Regions from separate parts of the Sus scrofa genome. Here region 1 is linked to region 2. A link is a contact called in public HiChIP or PLAC-seq data. All regions are on one chromosome and are shown on one strand. Each heading gives the region's core, a stretch centred on a gene start, on an enhancer-like site or on the middle of the called end of the contact. The rest is flanking DNA. Distances are from core to core; before and after follow the strand shown. Region 1 overlaps SH3PXD2A (SH3 and PX domain-containing protein 2A). Region 2 overlaps NEURL1 (E3 ubiquitin-protein ligase NEURL1).

Evidence for each region. HiChIP or PLAC-seq counts read pairs in DNA pulled down with a chosen protein or histone mark.
Region 1: a contact with region 2 is called in an H3K27ac HiChIP or PLAC-seq map of skeletal muscle. The contact joins two enhancer-like sites. A contact is called at or near these places in 1 of 5 promoter capture datasets (liver) and 1 of 2 datasets of contacts at active chromatin or transcription factors (skeletal muscle).

Annotation. Positions count from the first base shown.
Region 1 is chr14:114,769,597-114,775,116 of Sscrofa11.1, reverse strand. All of the region lies in intron 1 of SH3PXD2A (SH3 and PX domain-containing protein 2A), which reads left to right. Among named protein-coding and RNA genes, the nearest start is that of SH3PXD2A, 4.9 kb to the left of the region's middle. Within about 2 kb of position 3,991, at least 27 of the 83 cell types and tissues checked have an H3K27ac peak or open chromatin away from gene starts, as enhancers often do. A contact at or near this core is called in skeletal muscle, where this site is marked.
Region 2 is chr14:114,470,175-114,476,234 of Sscrofa11.1, reverse strand. The region is part of intron 1 of NEURL1 (E3 ubiquitin-protein ligase NEURL1); the gene reads right to left. Among named protein-coding and RNA genes, the nearest start is that of NEURL1, 36 kb to the right of the region's middle. Within about 2 kb of position 2,039, at least 4 of the 83 cell types and tissues checked have an H3K27ac peak or open chromatin away from gene starts, as enhancers often do. A contact at or near this core is called in skeletal muscle, where this site is marked.

The sequences.
Region 1 (5,520 bases), core at 2,742-5,241, 300 kb before region 2:
TTCAAGAAAGCTCTTTTTGGAGGACTTAGGTCACTGAGTGGTCACCCTGCACTGGGGACAGATGTCCATTTGCATATCCCAGCACTCCTTATGATATCAGCCTTCCTAACTTCTCAAATGTTGCAGGCTAAGTTTTAGGAGTTCTTTTCTAGTCCTCTGGGTTGGCACTGCTTTCAACAGATGGCACTCTCTGCTCTGAGACCCAGGCAGGTGCTTTTCCCGGCTCTGGCTTTTAGGCAAAACATCAAATCTTGGCTTTGACCAATGATGTCCAAGATTACAGATGTAGAACCTACTGGCAACAAGCCAGGAGTGTTGCTGAAGCGACCGGAGACCCGCTGCAGTCAGTGTTGAGAGATGGTTACTGCTGAGGCTCTGACTTAGAGGCTCTTGTTTTAAGCCTGGCTCAGCCACTGACTTCGGGCGAATTATTTAACCTTAGTGGGGCCTCAGTTTCCTCATTTTAAAGTGAGGATAATAATAGTATCTACTTCATAGGGTTGTCTGGAGAATTAAATGAGATCATCCATGCGAAGCACTTAGGAAGTTCCTGGCACATAACAAGCACTCATTAAATGGTAGCTTATGATGGGCATGATTCTGACTAAGAAAGCACTTTTGAAAAGCAGCTATTAATGGTCTGGCAAGAAGGAAGAAAGATTTGGGGTTTTAAGATTGATAATAATTTCTTCTATGTGAAAAATACAAAAGAAGTCCTGTCCAGTTTCCTTGAAGCAATCATTTCCTGCCTTTTTATGGATAGTGTTTTCCGGGATGTCTCCGCTTCCCATGCAAGAATCAATGACATTATGTTTGGGGCCGGGAGTGATGTCACCGAGCAGATGGGGCCATACAGAGTTCCGAATTCAGGTGGTGGGAAGGAGTTAAAGGAGAAAGTGTTGTGGAATTGTGGAGCTGGCAGGGAGCTCATTTTACAGATGAGGAAACTGAAAACCAGATGGGGTAAAGTCATTTGTGACACAGCTAGTCACAGCACCTGGGTCTAACTGGCCTTCTGCCCATGGCGTTGTTCAAGGTTGGAGTTGACAAGGGAGACAAATGTCTGGTGCTGGCAAGAGGTTCCTGCACATTTGGGGCATCCATAAGGAGAGGGGGCCGATGGTAGACAGTGTTGGTGGGGCCAACAAGGCAGGAGGAGCAGGTCGGGGCTGGGCTTCAGAAGCTCAGCATCGCCTCCTCTCTTGGCCTTTGCATGGTGGACACCACATACCAGAAGGTCAAGTGTTCTGGGCACTCTGCAGAATATACTGCGCCCAAGTCACGTATGTTCTAGAAGCCCTGTACGTTGAAGAAGCATGCCTTCTTCCCGCCTCTCCTCCACTGGTGGTGAATTCTGAGTCTGTGGTTTGGCAAATTGCAGAGCAGAGAGGCTTTCTGGGATGTGCACGTGAGCCAGAGCTAGCTGATGAGAGGCCTGGGGCCCAAGCAGGAGGGCTCTGCTGGCTCCAGGACGCTGGGAACACATTGCAGAGGTCTTCTCAGGACATCCAGCGAAAGGAGTGCTTGTCCCAGTGACGAGGGGGAGCTGCCTGGACACTGAGGGTCTTGTGCTTTTGGTCTGTTTATGAAAGGCAGGCAAGTGACCTCCATGGTTTGGGTGGTGCTGTCAGCCCTTCCTTCTTCTCTGCCAAGTCCCTTCTTGGGGTGGCTTTGGAGGTAGTGGGCAGCTGCTGCTTAGGCCAGACTTCCTGCGTGGAGTTGGGCTCCTCTCTTAGCTTTTACGTGCTGCCCCTGGAGAGATTTAGGTAAACTGGTTTTGGCTTCAGACCACACTTGTCTTCCCAATGGTCCTGATGGTGCTGGATGCAAACTGCAGGTAGCTTTGCTAGAGAACTTTCCATAAAGATATAAGGTCCGGTTCACAGAATTCTTTGCACCCACGTGCATGTGTATGTCAGGTCAGATGATGGTGGAAAGGAGCTCGTGCATCTAAAACAAACAAGAGTTTGTTTGTTTGGATTTGGGGGGCGTTGTGCTTTCACAGTCATTTCCTTCCCTGATTGTTTGTTTCAGACAAATACCAGTCCATGAATCTTCTGATCCTCTACAGGGCTCTTCAGGGAATGCAAATAATAGCTGGTGTTAGCAGCAGTTACCATGGGTGGTGCCAAATGCTTAATATGCAGGATTTCATGTGATTCCTATAGTTCACTGGGTGTCCCCTCATGTCCCCCAATGTGGGGTAGGTTCTTTGCTTCCTTTATTTGGATGGGTGAGCTGAGACTTGGGGAGAGTAGAGGTTGCTCAGGGTCTCCCAGTGAGTACAAGCCAGATCTGGGTCAACTCAGGTCAGATTACCTCCAAAGGAAGATATGAACCTAAAATGGGGCCCTTCTCCTCCACTGGAGTCTGGCTGGGAAGACCATACTGGGGATTACATGACCATGAGAGACCAACACAGGGTGGCATTTGAGGATTGGCTCACTGAGTGGGACTTTCACCTTGTGCCCTGGAAGTGCGTGTGTGACGGGTGATGGAGGGAGGTCACTATGAAGCAGGAGGGGTGGGACAAATCCAAGATGATATCTGCTTCCCAGTGATGCTTGAGGTGATAAATTAAGGACCCATCCTGTAGAAATAATACATTCTCCTGTGTGTGTAGAGCAGAACGGATTTTAGTCTTGAGTCTGGGAGCAACATTTTTAGCGGTTGGCCTCAGACCCCCTCATTTCTCTGCTCTTCATTTTTGTTTTTATTTATTTATTTTAGGGCTGCACTTAGAGCACATGGAGTTTCCCAGGCAGGGGGTCGAATCGGAGCTGTAGCCACCAGCCTACGCCGCAGCCACAGCAAGGTGGGATCCGAGCCACGTCTGTGACCTATACCACAGCTCACGGCAACGCCGGATCCTTAACCCGCTGAATGAGGCCAGGGATTGAACCTGTGTCCTCATGGATGCTAGTCAGATTTGTTTCCTCTGAGCCACAATGGGAACGCCTCTGCCCTTCATTTTTAGTTAAGCCCTTAGACTGTGGATCCAGCCCCACGGGAGGAAGGCTGCAGCTGCAGTGTGGGAAGGGTCCTCTCAGGCCAGTTCCCCTTTGGAATGAGTGGTGTTGGGCAGATCAGGCTTCGAATCCCACCTCTGGCTCTTCCTACATGTATGACCTTAGGCCAGCCACTCTGAGTCTGTTTCCTCACCCGTAGCCTCTCAGGGCTTTGGGGAAATGGATCTGAGATAATTTGGGGGCAAAGCTCCTACTTAGGACCCGGCCCCCGTCATGGGTACTCAACATAAAGTCGTTTCCATCCGATGTTCCTCATCACCAAAAACACTTTGAGTACTTTTAGGACTCGATAGGTGCAGCTGCCAGAGGAGGAAAGACTGAGGCAAAAAAGGAAGGCTCAGCTGTTCACAGTCTGATGGGAAAGTAGGCTGCATGCCCTGTGGAAAACGCCCAGCATACACGAGAAACAGATAAACAAGGAGCAGCTGTTCAGACCTGGAGGGCTTCCTGGAGCTGACCTAGTGATGGCTTCCTGGGATGTTGGGAAGGAGAAGGGAAGGCGCATGTGTTGGGGGAGAGGAGTAGAGGTGCTACGGGTAAGGGCAAGGTCAAATAGGATCCTAGCCCCAAGGTCAGTGCCACACAGGGCTTAGCAGTCTTGCCTGTTTTCTTTCTCTCTGTCGCTCTCTCACACGAGAACAGTTTCTTCTTCTCCAAAGAGGGAAGTGAGCTAGGCATGATTCACAGGTCTGACAAGGGTTCCTGCTCATGGAACGACCGACCACATCCTTCAAGGCTGTTGGGAGAGGGAGTGCAGCCCACCATGCATCATGGCCCTCTTTAGAGCTGAGTGAGGGTTTGGGGGACAAATCAGGATTGGAATCGCTGTGTGTGGTAGCAGGCAGAGGGGAGGCAAAGAGAAGGGAAAAATAAACCCATTTGATGTCATAGGAGACGGTTCCAGCTCCAGAAATATAAGCACCAGCTGCTGCATTTTCCAGAGAGCTATTCTGGGGCCAGCATGAGTTAATGGCCAGCAAAGGCTGTGAACTAGAGGAGTGTTGTTAGGACTTCTGACTTTGGGGTTTGCACAGCGGTCCCTGGAAATTGCCTTCTAATTTCCTTAGCCTGAGTCACTGACCAGACTCCTCCTTGGCCAGAAAAGTCCACCAGGCACCTCTGTTCTATTTTTCCTCTTTATTAAGTAAAATGAAAAAATAAGAGAGTTATACATACGGTAGTCACACTTACTCCTCTTGAGTTCTGAGAATCCAGGAAAGGGATCATGGATTAGGACAGGGATCCAGGGAACAGGAAGGACAAGGGGTGTGTGTGGGAAATGAGGTGGAGATTCTGGCTTTGGAAATAGGTTCTGAGCCAGCGCCAGAGGTGTTCTCTGCCATGGCCGTTGCCAAAAATAATGGAAGAGTCCAGGAGGGTGATCAGCGTTTCAAGAGGCGATTCCCAGAGCTATGTGTTTCTCGCCTGGGCGCCTGGGCTGCTGCTACTTGTAGTGGAGGGTGGGAGGATGAGCCACAGGAACCCCCAGGTAACCTCCTGGCAGGTCACAGCAGCAGCAGGTGCTGAGCAGAGCCCAACAAAGATGTCAAGATGCGTGAAAAGGGGAAGAACCAGCATGCGAGTACCTACAATGTGCCAGGCAGTGCAGAAGAGGCTTTTCAGGGGGATTTAATTTAAGTGTCATGACAACCCCTTGAAGTACGTAGGTGTTTTACAGATGTGAAAATAGAGTCAAAGAGAGTTTATGTGCCTCTCACTCAGAGTAATTCACTGGTGAAGCTGGAGTTCTTAACCTGGCCTCTGACACCGGCTCTGTGAGCTTGTCACTTTCTTCCCCATTAGAGCTGAGTCAGTGAGAGAGGGGCCATGAAAATAACCCGGGAGTCCAGGCCACACCCCCTGAGAGGATGACCTGTATCTGGAAGGCTGCGATGTCAGAGAGCCCCTGGGTCCTTGTGTCCCTGGGCTGGAATCCTGTCTCTCCCACCTACTACTGTGGGACCCAGTGCACGCTGCTTCTAGAGAACGTGCCTCTGTTTCCTCATCTGTTTAAACAACAACCACAACAAACAGAGGGGAAAATGGGACCTAGCTCAAAGGGTTGGGGTGAAGGTCGAGTTAACAAATGTAAAGAGCTTAGAACGGTACCCGGCACATGTTAAGTGCAGCATAGGTATTTGTTCTAATAATGATTAAGTCCTAAAGCTTTTCGGAGGGGAAAGCTCTCTGTGAACTGGAGTGTTCAGCCAGGACTGGCAGCCTGAAGAAGGCGAGCTTTGTGATGCGCCTTGGGGAGTAGGTAGGATTTGGACGGGAAGGGATAGGATTGAGGTGGGAGGAAAAGTGGAAGGGCATTTCAAGAAGGGGAAAAGCAGCAGTGCTGGAGGTGGAGCACATTAGGAGAATGTGGGCAAAACCCGTGTTGAGGGAGAAGAGGAGGGGGTGGAGGAGGAGAAGGAGGAGGAGGGGTGGGCCAGCTTCTGAGAGCCTCCCATACCAGGCTAGGGAACTCAGAATTTTGTGTATAGAC
Region 2 (6,060 bases), core at 790-3,289:
TACAGAAGTGACTACAAGTGCCACGAATTAGAGAACACTTCCTGCAAGCCAGGCCCTGGGCTCCTAAGTATTTCACACACATCATCGCACCTAACCCCACACATCCCTGCAGGATTATAATCATCCGCATCTTGCAGAATATAAAACAGAGACTCAGAGAGGCTGCACTGACGTGGACTTCAACTGGGTTACACTCAAGCCCGAGTTCAAAACCACATCTGCCAGCCATCAAAATTCACGCTCTTTCCAGGACAGGTCAGAGAGCAGTGCTTCTCTTGCTTGGGGAAGAGAAGACAAGGAGACAAGACAAGGGGACAGCGACCTTCTCCTTAAGGAATCAGACATGTTCTGGGTAGAAGCAGAGGCTAGGAATTTTCCAGTAGATGGAAGATGACATCCAGGATGGATCCTAAAAGAAGGCCAGGAGATTGTGGACTCGCATTAGACCGGACTTTCTACCTGCCAACAGGAGAGCCCATCCTGGAAATCTTGCAGAAAGCAGACCCATCTGTGACCTGGGTGGGGGCTGTAGTCCCTCAAAGCCCTGGCAAAGCAGAAACCCTGCCCAGGCTCTAGAAAGAACCCCTCCCCTCCTGGCCAGCCCCCTAGCCAGCACCTTGTGTCACCATCCAGGGAAACTCTGCTCCCACCCCAACCCCGGCTCTCTGAACTCATTCAGCTCCTGAGACCCTCCCCCAGCAGCCCCCTACCACCCCCACCCCGCCATCAACCTGTCTCCTGACCCCTTTCCGCCTGCCCCTCTTCCCTCCTGGGTGCCATCTTGGTCTCCAGTGAGCTCCCCACCTCGGCCCTCTCCCCACCACATCCTTTCTCATCCACATCCCTCAAGACCTGGCACGTCTCGGAGTGTAAAGTCTACAGCAGACCCAGCAACTGCAGAATAAAACCTGCAACCAGGGAAATCACAGACGCCAAGACCTCCGAGCGGGAGGAGCCTCCAGGGTGCATGGGGTCCAGCCACTGCTTTCAATGTAGCAAAGGAAACCTAGTGAATTGCAGACTCTCCTGTGGTTACGCAGTGGGTAGAGGATAAGGAGGATATGAACTCAGGTTTCATGTCTTTTGGCGTTTAATGTGACAAATGTGGCGGTTAAGGACAAGACTGGACAATGACAGGGGATAACTTCTCTTTAGGAGGTGGGCAGAGGGGCCTGGTACAGACAGAGGTCAGGGAGGGGAGGCGGCCCTGCCGGGAGGGGCTGGGAGGCAGACCCTGGTTGCTACAGTGTCTTTTTTATCAATATCAATGGATAATTTGATTGAGCCGATGAGTCACCTGGCATTCGGGGTTTGAGGCTGACCTGCCAGGGCCAGCGCCGTGCCCGATTAGATTGCGCCTGCTGCTGGAGAATGGGGAGCAGGGAACCCCTCCCACCCAAAGCTTCCTCCCACACCAAGATGAGAGTGGAGGCTGCTCCCTAGAGTTCGGGAGAGCCAGAGCCAGAGCACACATGGAGATGAGGACAGAGGGGCTCAGGGACAGAGAGCTGAGTTCAGGCTGTAGCTATAGGGCAACTCAAGCCAGGGAGCTCACAGGGTGTCCTCAGGGGCTGGGACAGGTGCCCCAGCAGTGACAGCTGCCAGCCGCCCAGGATGATGGGAACACAACAGGTGCAGAGGCGGGGGTGGAGACCAAAAGGGAATCTGAGAAAACAGCCTCGAGTTGGGTGCGCCTCCCAGGCCCTGGGCCCAGCACCAAGCAACCCTTTCTCAGACCCCCTGAGACCCAAACACACCTCCTCCTGCTCCTGCTCCCCAGGTCTGGGCCTCAGGGCCATCGTGGCCCACCTGGACAAGACAGAGGGTCCCTCACAGTCCATGTCAGGCAGAAAGAACAGAACAAGGAAGAACAAGGTTTCAATTCCCAGGACAGAGTGTGCCAGACGGAGCGCCCAGAGCCCCCAGCTGGAAGCAAACATTTACCTGTGATAAGATCTATGCCCGGCCAGGAAGGGTGGATGATGCGCCACCCCAGCCTTGTGGAGGCTGGGAGCTCTGGTCTAGAGGTCAGACAGGGAAGCTCCACTGCCGCATGATTTGGCAAGCCCCAGAGCTCTTCCAAGGCCTGGTGCCCGGCTCAACAAGCAATAGTAACTACTGCTGTTGATAGAGTTGTTCAGAGACCCAGGGAGCTCAGGAATCCAGGTAGAACCTGGAGAGGCTAAGATCTCCACCCAACCTCAGAGAGGAGTGACTGAGGATGCAGAACATGAGTTTAGCACCGAGTATATATGTTGCACTAAGGAGAAAAGGGAGGGCCCGCCTCCATAGGTACCAACCTCCAGCAACAGCATCGTGTACCATTCACTCATTTACTTAGCACCACTCTGCTTGCCCAGTCACACATGCCTTGCGTGCAAATGCCAGCACAGAGGGTTAGGTAAGACTGGGTTCTTCTAATGCACAGATGGCCAACAGGCACATGAAAAGATGCTCATCATCGCTAAGTATTAGAGAAATGCAAATCAAAACCACAATGAGGAGTTCCCATCGTGGCGCAGCAGAAATAAATCTGACTAGGAACCATGAGGTTGCGAGTTTGATCCCTGGCCTTGCTCAGGGAGTTAAGGATCCAGCGTTGCCGTGAGCTGTGGTGTAGGTTGCAGATGTGGCTTGGATCTGGCATTGCTGTGGCTATGGTGCAGGCTGGCAGCTGTAGTTCCGATTAGACCTCTGGCCTGGGAACCTCTGTATGCCATGGGTGCGGCCCTAAAAAAGCAAAAAAAAAAAACCCAAAAAAACTAAAATGAGATCAGAGTTCTCTTGTGGTGCAGCGGGTGAAGGATCCTGTGTTGTCACTGCAGTGGCAAGGATTCCATCCCTGACTCGGGAACTACTACATGCTCAGGTGCAGAAAAAAAAAAAAAAAAACTGCAATGAAGTATCACCTCACATCAATCAGAATGGCCATCATCAAAAAGTCTACAAATAATAAATGCTGGAGAGGGCATGAAGAAAAGGGAACTCTTTCACACTGTTGGAGGGAATGTAAATTAGTACATCCACTATGAAAAACAGTATGAAGGTTCCCTGAAAAACTAAAAATAGAGTTGCCATATGATTCAGCAATTCCACTCCTGGGCATATATCCAGACAAAACTGTAATTTGAAAAGATATATGCACCCCTATGTTCACGCAGCACTATTCACAATAGCCAAGACATGGAAACAACCTAAATGTCCATCAACAGATGAATGGATAAAGATGCTGTGGAGATATATATATATATATATATTATTAACATATAATAGGAATATATTATATATATAATGGAATATTACTCAGCCATAAAAAATAATGCCATTTGCAGCAACATGGATGGACCTAGAGATTATCATACTAAGCACAGTCAGTCAGAGAGAGGAAGATGAATATCATATACCACTTAGACATGCAATCTAAAACAGGACGCAGGCGTTCCTGTCATGTCTCAGCAGAAACAAATCTGACTAGCATCCATGAGGACGCAGGCTCATTACCTCGCCCCATTCAGTGGGTTAAGGATCCAGCATTGCCATGAGCTGTTGTGTAGATCGAAGATGCATCTCACATCTGGTGTGGCTGTGGCTGTGGCGTAGGCTGGCAGCTACAGGTCCAATTCGACCCCTAGCCTGGAAACCTCCATATGCTTCAGGTGTGGCCCTAAAAAGACCAAAAATAATAAATAAATAAATAAATAAATGGGACGCAAATGATCCTATCTATGAAACAGAATCACAGACATAGAGAACAGATTTGTGGTTGCCAAGGGAGAGGAGAGGAAGGGGAGGGACGAATTGGGAGTTTGAGAATAGCAAATGCAAACTAGTATATATACAGGATGGATAAACAACAGGGTCCTACTATAGCACAGGGAACTATATCAGATATCCTGTGATAAACCACAAAAGAATATGAGAGAGAATACATACATGTAAAACTGAGTCACTTTGCTATACATCAGAAATTAACACAACATTGTAAGTCAACTATTCTTCAATAAAATTTATTTTAAAAAGAGTGAGTTCTTCTAAATAAGCAGAATAAACATCATTCTTTGTCATCTGCTTAGTGCTCTATTTTTGTTCAGGTAGAATAAATTTTAAACTCGAAGCCAACCCTGTTCCTTTGATCACAAGTGATAAAATACCAGGTCTGAATACACATGATTTGCCCCCTAAATAATAACCTTGCTGAGGAAGGTGGGGAAGGGCAGACAGTGAGAAGGTGAAGGGGGAGGTGGGGAGACCCAAGGTGACACAGGTGACAGAATACATGCACTGCAGCAAGACAAGAGCCTCGTCCACTGGAGATGCATAAACACACTCGACTGATCCTGCCGGATTATGAGGGAAGCTGGCAGCTGATAGCAGGAGGTTAAATCCCTCCTCGGCAGGCAGAGACCACCCTCCCCCACTCCATCTCCTCCCCCTCCCCCCACCACACATGCTCCTCCAGGCCCCATGGCTCAGCCAAGGACTCCAGGCACCCACCCTTTTTCTGGTCTCAGCCCCAACCCCTCAAGCCACTCCCAGGCTGTGAGGTGCCTCTGCCCCACCCCCAGCCTCCTTGGCTTCACCCTCCTGCCTTGCTCCTGCTTCCTGCTCCTCAAAGGTCCAGCCTACTAAGGGAAGGCAAAGCCCAGAACCAGCTGCCGTGGCCACCACCTTGATTCCTGTGCTGAGGTTCTGCTCCCTACTGGGGCATCACACTCCAACACTCAGGCTCAGCCACGGAGCATTAGTGGGCATAAGAGGGTGATGGCACAGGACGCTAAGGGGCCAGGCTCTTGGGATGGGGCACTTCCAAAAGGGCCATTGATGGCCAGGCTCCAAGGACCCAACAATACCAAATACTACTCATTGCTACCACTCTCTGCTGCAAAGAGGCTGAGCTGAGAGTCCCAGGGGCTGTTGAAGGGCAGGTGGGTCCGGAAGTCCCAGAACCCCCAGCCCAAAGGAGAGGCCTCTTCTCAGAGCTCTCAGGGGGGCTTCTGCCCCTAAGAGTTCCTTAGTCCCCCTGGCTCTGGCTGCCTTAGTCCCATGGTGGCTCCTGGGAGCCACCATGGTCTCCCTGGCTCCCCATTACCCATCAGTGGGAGGCCCAGCACCTCCTTCTCCTGCAAAACTTGCACAGAAACTGAAAAAAAAAAAAATAAGTATCCAGATCTATTAAGAAAATTATATCTGTGGCCGGCCATTGAAACACCCGCTCTGGGCCCACAGAAAGAAAGGGCAGCCCAAGAACATGGCCCCTAGGTGGGGAAACAGGCTCCGGATACTGTAAATGCTGGCATACTGTGTTCAGGTCACATAGCTAATACATGGCTACACTGGGGTTTGGACACACATGTATCAGATACCAGGGTACAGGTGCCGGCCTCTCTGCCATGTGGCCTCTTGGAATAACAGCCCAGCTCTTCAGAGCTACACACCACTTTCACAAAAATCTTAATGGATGCAAAAGCCCCTAGTAGGTAACACAGGGCAGGTGCTCATCTTTTTCGACAAATGAGAGAAACAGAAGCTCAGGGAGACAGAAATGAATTACAAAGCTATAAAGTACTGGAGCCAGGTCCAGAACACAGATCTCAGACTCAAGAGTCCAGGTCCTGGGCTTTGTCTACTATGCTGCCCTAGAAAAGCCACCTTCAGTGAAATAAACATAGCTTTGGTCAGAGGGGCCTAGGGTGGGGACAGATGCAAATGTAAAACTTGCTCATCCAGGCTTAGCTGGCTCTGGACCTCGGTACCCACAGTCGTTGTCCTACCCCACCTGGATCCCTGACCACCCGCAGACCTTGCCCCTGCCGGGTTCTGGGCCCACTCTCATGCTGGGGGGTGAACGGGGCTCTGCATTTGGTGACTAGCGCTTTCCACCACGCACATAAGGGGAAGTGGAGACTAATGCAGAAGGGCACTTGCCATCACAGGGCTGACACACAAACCTGAAAATGCTCTAAAAAGAGAGAGGAAGAGGCAGGTCCTTTCAGGAGCAGGGGACTCAGACTGGCTCTGAAAACAGGGGCTTCTGTTATCACAGAGCAAACATGAGTGGCT